Regions from separate parts of the Oryctolagus cuniculus genome. Here region 1 is linked to region 2. Evidence: chromatin contacts called from public Micro-C data. All regions are on one chromosome and are shown on one strand. The core of a region is the stretch at or near the end of the contact, and the rest is flanking DNA. Distances in the headings are between cores, read along the strand shown.

Evidence for each region. A called contact is a pair of places that touch in the nucleus more often than the background predicts.
Region 1: a Micro-C map of ear pinna shows a contact between it and region 2, with 2.4 times the contacts expected there. The contact joins the promoter of LMO2 here to the enhancer-like site in region 2. A contact is called at or near these places in 2 of 6 Hi-C or Micro-C datasets (ear pinna and an unstated tissue).

What each region holds. Positions count from the first base shown.
Region 1 is chr1:32,080,700-32,084,776 of mOryCun1.1, reverse strand. It overlaps LMO2 (LIM domain only 2), which reads right to left and starts at 1,989. Exons shown (of 4, transcript XM_070071915.1): 1 at 1,853-1,989; 2 at 925-1,144. The coding sequence starts at 965.
Region 2 is chr1:32,022,275-32,026,761 of mOryCun1.1, reverse strand. The region is part of intron 1 of LOC103351231 (a long non-coding RNA gene); the gene reads right to left. Among named protein-coding and RNA genes, the nearest start is that of LMO2, 58 kb to the left of the region's middle. Within about 2 kb of position 2,916, at least 3 of the 8 cell types and tissues checked have an H3K27ac peak or open chromatin away from gene starts, as enhancers often do. A contact at or near this core is called in ear pinna, where this site is marked.

The DNA of each region.
Region 1 (4,077 bases), core at 740-3,239, 59 kb before region 2:
GATGGGGATTTCAAAGGAATAAAAATTCTCAACACCAGACAGCTAACGACTCTAACAAGGGCATTCAGGGAGGGGAAGATGAGAGCTTAAAAACCCTAGTTGCCCACATGAAAAGCGGAGGAGGGGCTTGCGGGGACACACCGGGATAGGCGAACGGTCCAAACCAGCGCTTGGCTCAGCCAACAGGTGCGGCAAACGCCCCTAAGAGCTCTGATCCCCTGACCCGGAACAACACACAGACACACTAAATGGTGCACTAACTCTAGAGACACGCATCCCCCTGCCTCCCCGCGCCGGGGTCCCTGCGCCCAGATTAACTCCGGATTTGGCTGCTCTAGAAGTCTCTGGAGGCCAGAGCGGGCTCCGAGGTGGACGGTCGGACCCCCTTACCGCCTGTTCCCCGCGTGCCGACACTCGGTTCACCTGCAGATCGCGAAGGGGGCCGTCGGGGACCCCTAGAGGCCTCCCCCCGGGGATGTGTCCCTTTCCAATACCAAATGGACAAAGAGAAAGGGGGCCAGAAAGGGGCGATCGGGGAGAAGGGACCAGAACCAAGCCCTGGGTGCTCTCAGGTCTGCACCTGCGCGGCTCTGAGCTCCCCCCCTCCATGCCTGCGCCGGTGCAAACTTTCTGGCCCGCGGTGGCTTTGGGGAGCGTCTCGAGCGACCTGGAAGGGCCCACGGAGGCGCGGGATTCAGCCCCGTCCCTACCGCCCTCCTCCCTGTCCCTCTCCAGTGCCTCCCGGAGTCACCCGCGAGGAAGGGAGAGTCCCGCGTAAGGCAGAAGGGGCCAAGGGCAGGCTGCGGGCGCGCACCTGGAGCCGCCTCGCGGGCCGCCCGCGCCACCCCGCCGCTCCGGGGCGCAGGGCCGTGGACGCCATGGGGGGGGCAGGGACAGGGACATGGGCAGGGGCACCACACTTACTCGGATGGGTCCAGGCTCTTCCTCTCGATGGCCGAGGACATTGGGGAGGGAGGCGGCGTGCCGGGCGGCGGGGGCGCTCCCTTTGTGGCGCGGGGCTGGCCGGCGGCGAGGGCTCGGACCCCCTCGGATGCGCGGGCGCCGCCGCTCCTAAGCCTCCTCTTGCTCCGGCGCTCCGGCGGCGAGCTCGCCCCTCCGCGCTCAAGGACAGTCACCGCGCTCCCTTCAAACGCCAAAGAGAGAGAGCGAATCACCGGGCTGCGGGCGCGCGGCGGCCGAGGCGGGGGCCGGAGCGCGCAGCCTGGCCCCGGGCGGCTGCAGCTGCCGCCGCCGCTCAGGACTTAACCTTCCATCGCGGTCCCGCCGCCGCCGCCGCCGCCGCCGCCGCCGCCGCCGCCCGGTCCCGCTCGCGCGCTGGCGCCGCCCGCCGGGATGGTGCGCGCCCGCCCGGCCGCCCGAGCCCCTCGCACCTCCGGCCGGGTCGCGGCGCGCAGCTCGCCGCCGAGGGCAGCCCGGGGGCGGCGGCCTGGGGCGGGGAGGGGCCCGTGCGTCTCTCCCCGGGCTTCCTCCTCTCTCGGGAAGGTCTATTTTCGCTCAGCTTCCCTCTGTCTCTGGTTTCATTTCCTTTTTCCTGATCACGATTCAAATACAATAGAAGGAAATCACATTTAAAGAGACAGCTGCCCGCCCCCCTCCCCTTTTATTCTGCCTTTTTTTTTTTTTTTTTAAACGGGGCTCCTGGGGATTAGCAATACAAACAGCAGCCGCATCAGGACTGACTTGGTTTCTTAAAGGGGCCAGCGTCGGGGACGCAGAGTGGCTCTGGGATCACCTCTCCTTGGAGAGGAGGCTCGGCTGCCCCCTGGATCATCGTTCAGGGTTTCCCCTCTTCCGCGAGTCCCCGTTGGCTTTAAGGCTCAAAGTAACCCACCGGGCAGCTCAAGCAAGGCAAAACGACCAAAATGGGAAGCAGGCACCCTCCACGAAAGCCGCCGTGACGAGTAGCTTCGCGCCCGTCCCGGGTTCGCGGTCCCAGGTCCAGGGGCGCGCGGCGCAGCGGTGCCCCGGACGGCGCGGCTCCGCGGGCGCCGGGCTCGTGGCCGCTGGAGCTGTGCGGGCAGGGACCGCACGCCGGGGCACGCCTGGGCAGGGCTGGGGGCAGTTAATCCCCGCGGGTCCCTCTCTCCATCTGCCAGCGGCAGAATTCCCTCCCTGGGCATCTGGCGGAGAGCATACGCCTGCGACTCAACTGTCCCCCCCCCCCCCCGTAATGCGTTCCCAACGATCCGATCCAGAACATTCCCGAGGTGGGGCAGGCGAAGGAAAAGGAGGCCGACTCGATTTGAGGGTTCGGGTTCACCCCCAACCTCGAGAGCGAGTTCTGGACAAGCGAGGGGCGCCGAAGGCGGGAGGAGAAGGCTGCCCTGGCCCAGAGGCCAACTTGAAAGCTATTGAAAATGTCTGCGTTCAGACGTTCAGATGTTCAGACGTTCCCGTAGGCCTGCTTTTGCTGGAGGCCCGTCATAAAGAGGAAATTACCAAGCACTTTCGGAATCCATAGTTTGATAGGAACAGTAGGGATGAAGGTCACAGGCATTTTATTCCCATTTTAAAGATGGCACTGAGGAGCCTGGATGAACTCCCCCTGAGGCGGCAAGCAAAGCCCTGCAGGCTTAGTTTTCCCTGTGCAGGGCCAGATCCTCACTAGTTTTCCACAGCCCAACTAGAACGCACTGTGGCCTGCGTGCCCTCGCCGTGTGTCCTCCCTGTGCTCCAGGGTTGGGTCTCTAACGGGTATAAGCAAAATCTCTCACGCGGGTGTCTACGGAAGCCTTACGCATGCCTTTGGGTCCAAGTCAGGTCTTCAGTATATAAAGGGGTATTAAACAAAACTAAGCAATTAGTTTTAATTGTTTAACAAGTCCCTAGATTTTGTAGGCAGGCCTGAATTCTGTGATACACATTTAACCCACCACCTTACTTTCATTTCTGTAAGAATTGAAAATAACCAAATAGGTTGTGATGAACAGTTCACCTGTTCACCAGCGGTGGTTAAATGCTGGGACTTGGGGGTGGTGTGGGGTGCAGGGAGTTCACTTCCCACATGGGAGAGCCAGTTCAAGTCCCCTCTGCTCCACTTCCAATTCAGCTCCCTGCTAAGGCACCCGGTAAAGCAGCAGAAGGTGGCTGAAGTCCCTGGGCCTGTGCTACCCACATAGGAGAGCCGGCCAGATGGGGGTCCTTGCTCCTGGTTTCCACCGCTCTTACTTATCAGCCAGTGTAGCCTAAGAAAATTGCTTAATCTGGGAGTCAGTATTGGATAGAGCCACCAAAGCCAGACTGTATTCTAACCCTCCCTTTACCATCTATGTGCACCTGGGCTAACAGTAGGAATTTAAGCTCCCAGCACCCGCACCTGTAAAATGGGAATGACAGAAGCTATTGCATAGGTTATTGTGTGGATGAAATCAGTGCTTCCAAGGTATGGCACATGGATTTCTGATGGAGTGAAAGTGATAACAGGTGGGAGACAGTGTATAGAATACCTGGCACATATTAAGCGCACAGAGAGGCGGCTGCTATATCTTCATAAGAGACACTGTTGAGATCACTTACAAAGAGGTTTGAGGGGCCGGCATTGTGGTACAGTGAGTTAAGTCCCAAACTGTGTCACTTGCATCCAATAAGAGCGCCATTTAATGTCCTGGCTACTCCACTCTGAATCCAGCTCCCTGCTAATGAGCCTGGGGAAGCAGCAGAAGGTGGCCTGAGTACTTGACCCCTGCTACTCACGTGGGAGATCTAGATGGAGTTCCAGGCTCCTGGCTTCAGGCTGGCCCAGACCTGGCTAGTTGAGGCTATTTAGGGAATTAACCAGCAGATGGAAAATCTCTCACTGTCTATCTCTGAGTCTTTCCTTGTCTCTGTAACTCTGTCTTTCAAATAAATAAGTATTTAAATAAATAATAAAAGAGCTTGAAATTAAATTTAAAGGTGAAATTGGGGTTAAATAAGAATTTCCTGGGGTCAGTGCCGTGGTATAGCAGGTTAAGCTGCTGCCTGCAGAGCTGGCACCCCGTATGGAAGCTGGTTTGAGTCTGGCCCAGCCCTGGCCCTTGTAGCCATTTGGGGAGTGAACCAGTGGATGGAAGATCT
Region 2 (4,487 bases), core at 1,667-4,166:
ATGGGAGGGCCCTGGTCCAAGCAACCCTCTCTAGATCTCTCATGTGGGTGCAGGGGCACCCTCTGTTGCTTTCCTAGGTGCATCAGCAGGGAGCTGGATTGGAAGTGGAGCTGCCAGGACTCGAACCGGCACCCACATGGGATGCTGCCATTGCAGACGGCAGCTTAACCTTTTCCAGCTCCCACCCTGGGAAGGCACAACCAGCCCCGTACATTGGCCTCTTCTCCGTTGGGACAGACCGCCACAGTGCTCTGGTCTCTCCCGGTGGTGGGCCTCCCTGAGAGCCTTCGGGGCTTCGGCATCATTGCCTAGGTGTGGTGCCACATCAGCAGGTATGAGGTCACCCCTATAACCCCTCAGCACCCACCAGCCCTAAGCACACATCAGGATTGCAGGGACATCTCCGGGCTGCGTCCTTATAACAGATTATCTGTATCTTTCTTTCCCCTAAGCTGGCTTTATTTTTTGTATTTCCAGTGAAAATATCCTTGCACAAAAGAAAAGATCTTCGTAACTGGGGTTGCTGACAATTAAGGGGTGGCACTTGTAAAGCATAGCTGCGGTTTCTTTGACAACTGATAAGAAATGAGGTCTAGGAGTGGCGCTCGCTCATGTTCTCGCTCTCGCTCTCCCTCTATCCTCTCTCCCTCTCTCTCTTCCTCTCTTCTCCCTTCCCTCTCTCTGCCTTTCAAATAAACATTAATAAAAATTAAAATTTTAGCAGGGCTGGCTAAAATTAGGGAGTGAACCAGCGGACGGAAGACCTCTCTCTCTTTGCCTCTCCTCTCTCTGTGTAACCCTGACTTTCAAATAAGTAAATAAATACATCTTTAAAAAATCAAGGCCAATCTTTAAAAAAAAAAAAGCTATCATTTTCCTGGGGGAAGGCATCTAGCCTGCCCCTACATCAGCGTCCCTGGGTTTGACTCCCAGTGCCAGCTCCCAACTCCAGCTTCCTGCTACTGCAGACCTTGGGAGGCTGCAGTGGTGGCTTAAGTTTCTGGGTTCTTGTCACCAATGTGGGAGGCTTGGATTGAGTTCCCATCTCCAGGCATTGGCCTCAGCCTAGTCCTGGCCATTGTGGGCATTTGGAGCTCTGCCTGTCTCTCTGCCTCTCAAATAAAAATAGATAGATAGATAAATAGATAGATAGATAGATAGATAGATAGATAAAATTTCAAAGTATTATTTTGTTGATTCCAACCATTTGGTTCTTCAACCTCCATCCTATTCTAAATCTAATCATAAATAACTGAACAAAAAATGCTCGTGTGCATTGATGTCAAGGAGAAGCAAATCAGAACCATACCGAGACACCACCACACACTGCCAAAATGGCCTGAGATCCAGAGACTGACAGACAGCACCGAGTCCTGGCGAGCAAGTGCAGCAGGGGCAACTGGGACGGACCGCTTCGAAAACAGTTCGGCTGGAGCTGTAAAAGCCGTTCATGCGTAGCTGCCATGCCTGTGACCCGCGAGCCCACTACGAGCCCACAGAAACGGGCAGACACGCAGAGGAATATTTGTGGCGGCATTATTCAGAACAGCCACAAGCTGGAAACAACCCATACGTCCATTTATAGTGAAACTGGTAACGCGTTATTCTCGGGCAGGGAATACTCTGTTGTAATGAAAATGAATGAGGTGCAGCTCCAAGCAGCCGGATAAAGCAAACAAAGAAGGCAGATGGGAAACTGCGCACCCACCTCTACACCTTCTATGGTTCCGTGTCTATGCAGTTTGGAGACTACAACCGAACCATGGTATCAGAGGCTAGGCTAGCAGCTAGCTCTGGGGAGAAAGGAGGAAGTACTAGCTGCATCGGATATGAGGAGCTGGTAAGAATCTGGGTAACAGTCACATGGTGTTTACTGCATGATGGCTCATTCAGCTGTGGACTTCATAACTTGTGTGCTTTTATGTGTTTGCGATCTACTCTGCAATATGCCTTTTTAATAATAAATTTAAAGTAGATCCTACAATAAGACACGGTTTTATAGCACTTTCTAGGAGTTAATGCCCAATAAACTGGGGTTGGCTGTCTTTTATGATTCCTCAGGCGAAGAGAGGGTGTACCTCTGAGAGGCCCCGAGTCCCCAGCAGCCTTGGATGCTTCCTGAACCAGACACACACGAGCCACCCCCTGACGGGCGAGCCCAGGCCCAGAGCAAACTGACGTGAGACCCCAGGTGGGGAATTTCTGCGAGGAGCCAAAGAACGCAGGGGCCCACCCTGTGGGCACTGGTGGCTCACGGGAGCCTGCGCTGGAGACAGGCAAGCCTTGAGAGGGCAACAGAGCCCCTAGCAGCCCCCACTGAAGTAGCTGTTTGTTTCCAGAGGCCTGATGGAACACCTAACTGTAAGCTAGGGAGAGGAAGTTACACAATGGATGTTGAAATGTGGGCTTGTTGAAAAGTTGTCACTCGGGTAATGAATGCCCCGTTTCCTGTTTTTTTGCCGAAAGTTAAATGCTGGGCATAATTAGCTAGTGAAAAAGCAAGCTTGGCAGCGGAACAAAAATAGCACATTTTGGGAGCCCAGGCCAATTAAAATTGTTTATGCAGCCATTTAGCAATATTTTTCTCCCAACTATTATGACCAGGAAATAGGCAGCCTGAGACTGGGAGGCGAGCTCCTCAGAAGAACGGCCCACACACTGCTCCTTCAGACAGCCTGCTCTTCTCGCGGGATTTCGTAGTAAGAGTGAACCCTTGCGTCTTCCCGAACTCCCTGGGGCTCCTCGGGGTCCCAGCATCCCTCACGCTCTGCTCACAGGACGGTGAGCCAAGGTCCCCTATGTGTAGGAGAGCCAGCCATGATCAGCTCAGGCTCTGATGTTGGACTTAGCTGCCTGACAGTCATTCGAATCACCCGGCTGATGCCGTCATCAGACTGAGCGTAGGGAACGGCTGGCTAGCGCTCGGGTTAGTGGCTACAGCTCAGCAGCATGGCCCTCAGCAAAGCCTGTCCTCCTCTCATTGCTGGGGCCGCCACCTTCCCCTCAAGTGGTCAGATTACCTCTTCCTTTCCGGCTGCAGCCTCCCTGTCAAACCTGCTTTCAGATCCCTCACTTGCAGTAGGGCGCAGGGGCTGATAACAGCTTTAAATGTTAGCCATCGCAGCTTCTGGCGGAGAGACGAAGCTGTAGGATGGAGTCCCGGCATCATCCAACGGGGGCCGGGTGTAGGGTGGACGGTTTGGAGGCAGGGAGCGTCCCAGCATCCCGGCCCATGTTACGTAACCACTTGACCAAACCCCTTGCTGACTGGTGGGAGAGAAGAAATCTCTGGAGATCCTGACTCCACTGCACCCGTGGCCCCAGAAGTCCCAGGACACAGCCCGTCTTGGCTTGCTATCTTCTAATCCCATTGTTTTCACGGCTTTTTGGAGTCCCCTGGTACGGGGCCTCAGCAGCACACACTCTACTTCTCTGCAGCTCTGCCCCGGCTCCACCCCCTGCCTGTGCTCCTGTTTCCTCCTGTATCTAAATCCCATCACAGACGGACAAGCTGGATCCCCCTTCTTAGCCATGAAGACGGCTCTGACCACTTCTGGCCATGACGTTCTTGTATTCATCTGAACCCCCACAGCATGCATCCCTCAACTTGTCCGTGGCCTTCAGTCAGGAGCTGCCTTTGACATGTCCTGTATTTCTATTTAACACTTTCTTTTGCCAGTCTCCAAAGGACAAATACCATCTGTTCTCCCTGATCTGCGGTAACTAATAGAGCACCTAAAAGGTAATCTATAGACGAGATATTGACACTTTGAGATGCGATGACTTTGAACAGCCCTTGTCTCAACTGTTAGGAAGAGGTTTTGTTTGTTTTGTTTTTCATACTATTTGTTGAACTCTTTACTTAGTGTAGGGTTAATATTATATGTATAAAGTAATTGAAAATAGATCTTAGTAAAAAGTAAGAATGGGAATAGGAGAGGGAGGAGGATGAAGGGTGGGAGGGTGGGTAGGTGGGAAGGATCACTATATTCCTAAAGTTATATTTATGAGATGCAGGAAGTGTTTGTGCCTTACATTAAAGGTTTCTGGGGGGAAAAAAAAACACTTTCTATTTGGGGAGGAAGGGTAGCATAAAGTTGGCTTTGGCCCCTGCATCCTATGGGCACTTGAGTCAGGAGGGGACCCAGGTCAGAACTAAATGGAGTTCCTGGCAATAGTCCCGCCCTCGGGCCCCCACAGGAATTTCCTGTCCCCACCCCACCCCGCACCCTCCATTTCCTCCCCTCCAGGCCCCACCTCTGAATCATGCACTCCCCAGCCATCTCCTCCCTTCTTTCTCTCCCCTTCACTTCAATAAGCATTTAGAAGGCTTCAGATTAGAGAACTTTGCGAGATCAGCTCGTACATCTCAATACTGGCACCATGAGACTTTACTCGGGTTCCACTGATAGAGGTAGGGAGCGGTTGTGTCGCTTCCCAATTAGCCAGCGCTGACCTGGAAAGTTAATCAGCCGCTTGTCACTCAT